Linked DNA regions of Mus musculus: region 2 is linked to region 1. The links are chromatin contacts, called in public Hi-C maps. All regions are on one chromosome and are shown on one strand. Each heading gives the region's core, a stretch centred on a gene start, on an enhancer-like site or on the middle of the called end of the contact. The rest is flanking DNA. Distances are from core to core; before and after follow the strand shown.

Region 1 (2,700 bases), core at 109-2,608:
CAACCCTCAGAGGGGTTGTGACTCACAGGCTGAGAACTACTACTGGCCTAGATGGTTGTTGTGAATTAAGAATCTTTGCTTCTCCTATGGAGCTGTAAACCCCTTCAACTCTTCGAGTACTTTCTCTAGCACCTTCATTGGAGACCTTGTGCTCTTTGAGCATCCACTTCTGTATTTGTCAGGCACTGGCAGAGCCTCTCAGGGGACAGCTATATCAGGCTTCTACCAGCAAGCACTTCTTGGTATCCACAGTAGTGCCTGGGTTTAGTGGTTGTATATAGGATGGATTCCCTAGGTGGGGCAGTCTCTGGCTGGTCATTCCTTCAGTCTCTGCTCCACACTTTGTCTCTGTAACTCCTTCCATGGGTATTTTGTTCCCCTTTTCTAGGAAGGATCGAAGTATACACACTGTGGTCTTCCTTCTTCTTGAGTTTCATGTGGTTTGTGAATTGTACCTTGAGTATTCCGAGCTTCTGGGCTAATACCCACTTATCAGTGAGTGCATATCATGTGTGTTCTTTTGTGATTGGGTTACTTCACTCAGGATGATATGTTCCAGATCCATCTATTTGCCTAAGAATCATACTAACCAGTACCTCCCAGAGCTCTCAGGGACTAAACCACCAACCAAAGAGTACACACGATGGGACTCATGGCCCCAGCTACATATGCAGCAGAGGATGGCCTAGTCGGTCATCAATGAGAGGAGAGGCCCTTGGTCCTGTGAAGGCTTTATGCCCCAGTGTAGGGGAATGCCAGGGCCAGGAAGCAGGAGTGGGTGGGTTGGGGAGCAGGGGGAGGGGGAAAGGGAAAAGGGGAGAGGACTTAGGGAGGGAAACCAGGAAAGGGGATAACATTTGACATGTAAATAAAGAAAATATCTAATAAAATAAAATAAAATAAAGAATCTTTGCACCCAGAACTGGTAAGCCCATATTGTGTGCCCAGGGCTGATGTAAAGCAGGAGAAACACCAATCAAATTGGCAGGGATCATGAGATGCAGCCCTTTTTTTTCTATACTCCAGGACAATGGTGAGCCTAGCTTAGCTGGCTTTGCCTTAGTATATTTTCCAATCTGGATGGTTACACGTACCCCTGAAGGTCTTGCATGTATTCCCATGTGCCTGTGTGCACCTGGCTTTGCTTTTGCACGGACTCAGGGCTTATCTGCCATGTCTGGGCCAGTGGGTTCGGTTTTCCTTTGTGTGAACATTCATCTGCCTGGGCCCATCCCCCTCCGGCCTCTCCCCCACACATTAACCTCAAATCTCAGCGCATGCTCCAGGGTCTTGCCTGCGTTGGCTGCTCCTGGGCTCGCAGCATCCCTGCCCCCTTCCCTCAGCCCTCTTATCTAAAGCAGCATGTCACTGCAATTTTATGGTCAACATTACAGACTCAAGCCCTCCTTTGAACCAATCGCACTGCACTGAATATGTTAAGGGAATCCAGGCTTTCTGAAAGGAGCCTGCTTCCTAAGCCCTACTGCCTGACCTCTCTGGGGCTGCCTCCATAAATCTGCCTCACCTGATGGGAGATGGGCTTTTTAGGATCTCTCGGGGTGCTTTGAGGCAGCAGTTCTATGAACTCCTTGCCACAATAAATAATGCTACCTGCAATATGTCTTTGAGAGTGTGTCAGTGGCGGCTGTCCTGCCATGCATTTTTAGCATTGTGCCGCCTGGAAGATAGATTCCAGATTCAGCATTTGCTCGCACTTAGTGCCAGATCCCTTTACCCTTTTGCCCCAGTGGAGTGACAGAGACCACAAATAAAATAAAATAAAATAAAATAAAATAAAATAAAATAAAATAAAAATAAAACGAGGGGGAAGAAAAAGCAGCCTAGGAAAAATGATACAAGAAGAGGGAAAGAGTCACACATACACTAGTGACTACCTGGTAATCTGATGGCAGAGGCTAGGCTGGACAGAGGAGGAGGCTGTATGGGGGTGTGGGGGTGGGGGTGGGGAGGAGTAGGTCTGGATTTCTCAGGAAGGAAGCAATGGACCTGGAGTAGCTAGAGAAGAGGCTGTTCTACCAGGCAGAGTGCCCGGGTAAGAGGAAAGCCCACGTGTAGATCTACCATCTATCATGAAGTACAGAGGCTCACAACTCTTTGCATGTAAGCACATTGGTGGCCATTACATTGGGTAGATTCTAGATAATTGGTCCAATGACATGGAGCAACGGATTTGGAAACAGCCCAGGGACAGCATCCGGGGGCACTGCTGTGTTCTAGAAGCTCAAGACAATAAAGGAAGTCACGGACTGCAGCTTAGAAAGAGCAATCAGCCTCCCCTGCCCCAAATGGCCCTGCCTCGCGCATCTCCACACAACTGGAAATGAGAGTCCGTGCAGTCGGGTGAGTTTTCCTAGTTACCATCTCTGCAACTTGAGCTCGCCGGCAGTGCTAAAGCCAACATTCACCACTGCGGTGCCCGAGAATTTCCGATCCTTTGAAATGCCCCGAGTCCCAGGAAGTTTCTGCATTAATAACTTTGCCAGCCTGTATCTATTACGGCGGGAGAGAGCCCAGGAAAGGAAGAAAGCAGAGATGGCTTTGATATGTTAACATCGCCCAACGGTAGATGCTTTCATTTTACATACTGCATCCTCTTTTAGAGGTGATAAAATCCAACAATGCCCAGGCCTGGCTTCTGTGTGTACTGAGATCCACTCAAACCCTGCCTGATAAGAGAGC
Region 2 (2,700 bases), core at 42-2,541, 230 kb after region 1:
GAATGACCCTGTCTCCATAGCCCCCACCTCCCCTTCTGCTGCCAAAGAAAACTGGGAGGGAAGGAAGAGAGAGAGAGAGAGAGAGAGAGAGAGAGAGAGAGAGAGAGAGAGAGAGAGAGAGAGAGAGATCCTGACTTCCTCACAGGTAATTAAAGGGACTATTTTCAAGGTTGCATGGGCAAAAGACAATTCAGTCCTAATGAAGCATCGATCGACTGGCACTAAGGTAGAAAGGGGCTGACATTCATTCAAAGGTACCTTTAACTGATGGAGCACACTGCACCAGGAATTGCTCCTTCTCTGCTGTCATTCCCTGGGACCTGAGTTGGGGGGGGGGGGGGATGGGGGGGAGGGGAAAGTTTGCTTTAAATTTGTTTTATTTCCATGTTGCTGCAAATGCATGTGTCAGACTGTTTTCTTTCCTTTAAAAAAAAAAATTGGAATGCACTAATGTCCAATCTGGGTGGTATTAAGGGACCGGGTTTCCTTTGCTTAGGGTCAATTTTCTTCATTAGTGAGCTTTAAAAGCTCACCCATTATGCCTGCTGGTCAGGAATGAATGAGACCAGTGATGGCCAAGCACGGGCTCCTCCGGCAGGTTGGGGCACTGTGGTCTGACTGGAAACTCAAACTGGTTTCATTCCACCCGTTTGGTGACTCACTTGGACTGGTGTGGGTCATACTGTGGAGAAACAGCAATCTTATGGAGGGAAAAGGAGTTGAGGACGGAAGACCAGTCTCTATCCAAGGGGTGGTGCCAGTGTGGCCAGGACCCAGAGTGCTTTTCAGAATCAGGTCTTTGAGAACAGAGCCAGCAAGGTGGGGTTTTAAAGTTAACAGATTGACACTAGGCAGAGGCCTGGAGTGACGGTGCCATAGAAGAGCCAGGCCAGTGCCATCTGCCAGCCCACCTGGGGGACACTTCCCCAAGCCCCCTTAGCTCTCTGGACACGGTTTCCGGTGTTTCTCATGATCGCTTAAACTGTTTGTATTCAGACCCCTTTTGAATGGTGATGAGAGTACACAAAAATGATAGTCATGCCGAGAAGTCGGGGTGGATGACAGGGGAGGAGAGACTACTGATCCCGGAACAAGTTGAAATTGGGGGGGGGAGGGCGGCGCTTGCCACGGCCCCACTCCCCCTCCTGCCTTTTCAAGAGTCTCTGCAAGCAACAATAGCAGGCCCCTTCAGAACCAGAAACACAAAGGGAATTTGCTGTGGTTCAGTCCCCACAGTGAGGCCCTTCGGAAGCTGAACACAGTCACTTTTTCTTCCCCTGATAAAAATAAGCGACGGGAGGGTGGGCAGACGGGAATTCTCCTGTACGCCCCCCTCACCGACATCCAGGGTACAATAAGCTGAAGAGAAGGGGGCCTCTCTGACAGAACGTTTCAAATCACAGGCCCTGGCTCACATGCTCTGTCTTTCTTCTCCCCTTTCTCAGAATTTATCATTGTTTCTTGATTTGGCTCTTAATTTTGGTTTGGTTTTGGAAGGAAAGGATGGCAGGGTCTATTATTTAACTCGATAAATAGCATTAGCGTACCGCCTGGCTGCCTCCCCGTCTCTCCCTCTCTCTCTCTCTCTCTCTCTCTCTCTCTCTCTCTCTCCTATTTATTCATTTGTGTTTACATTTCTAAGACATCCCTTTAGCTGAAGGAGGACACTTCCCACATATTGCAGGATTGGCCATTAATGCAAACGGGTAATTTATCGGCTCACACAGCCTCTGAAGTTGAATTTTGTAAAGAAAATCTGGGGCTTAGTATTCTAGGGTTTGTCGCCTCTGTATGCATTTACTTTGTAATTTTCTTCCCTTTATCTTTGAAACAGTTCCTAACATTTCTATTTATCAATTTGATGAGATTTCATTGTAGTTTTTATTTATTTACTTGCATAAACCAAAGCGCAGGTCACCACACAGAAGCAAAGAGCTGTGTACAGAGCACCTGGTGACATTTTTAAAAAGAAGAATCCCCCTTACCCCCCCCCCCCCCAAACCTGGCTAAACTGGAGCCCAGCCGATCCTATCTGCATTAATTTGGCTGAACAACAAGATACTGCCGAGGACAAGCGGAGTACAGCAGTTCGGAGTTCCCAGAATTGGCCCAGCTCAGCCGGAACAATGGCAGCTTCCTATTCACCTTAACCCGGCTTTTCAGAAGAGCATCCCCAGAAACACAAAAGCATCAGCGGGAAATGGCAATTTTTATGAATCCTAATCAATCAAAGGGCTTATTAACTCAATGTGAAGCCAGATTAAAATCTTTAATTATAAATCGTGCTAAAAGGAAAAACAAAATGTACTTATGCTACATTGAAAATTCCGGATATTAACATAGTTGCTATTATCTCGCAATATTACCCTCAACCCCCCCTCAATCTTGCCCCACCCCACAACAGCCTCATCTTTTTCTAGGACTAAAGAACAGGGCTCTACAACCCATTTCACAACCCCGTCGCCATCCTCGATTTATTAAAATATATTCTTTTCTCCCTCCTATGCGTCCAATAGGTTGCCGGGAAGCTGCTTTGGTGTTACAGGAATAGAAGACCCGTTAGGGAGCACCAGGCAGGCAGCTAAGGTTTCAGTGGGACTTTGGGGGCTATTTGAGGGGTAGTTGTTTATTAAGGGGGCAGGGTTGTTGTCCAAGGGTTCACAGGGCTTTTTCCTCTTCTCTTTTGGGGGGTAGGAGGAA

The links. Hi-C and Micro-C count contacts between places; a contact is called where the count stands out from the background.
Region 2: a contact with region 1 is called in a Hi-C map of the N1E-115 cell line, with 3 times the contacts expected there. The contact joins two enhancer-like sites. A contact is called at or near these places in 1 of 484 Hi-C or Micro-C datasets (the N1E-115 cell line) and 1 of 115 datasets of contacts at active chromatin or transcription factors (embryonic midbrain).

The regions. Positions count from the first base shown.
Region 1 is chr8:108,480,224-108,482,923 of GRCm38.p6, reverse strand. It overlaps a transcript of Zfhx3 not described here. Among named protein-coding and RNA genes, the nearest start is that of Gm39243, 9.3 kb to the right of the region's middle. Within about 2 kb of position 1,358, at least 34 of the 459 cell types and tissues checked have an H3K27ac peak or open chromatin away from gene starts, as enhancers often do. A contact at or near this core is called in the N1E-115 cell line, where this site is marked.
Region 2 is chr8:108,245,187-108,247,886 of GRCm38.p6, reverse strand. No RefSeq gene overlaps it. Among named protein-coding and RNA genes, the nearest start is that of Gm34675, 63 kb to the left of the region's middle. RefSeq lists an enhancer at 1,056-2,700. Within about 2 kb of position 1,291, at least 22 of the 459 cell types and tissues checked have an H3K27ac peak or open chromatin away from gene starts, as enhancers often do. A contact at or near this core is called in the N1E-115 cell line, where this site is marked.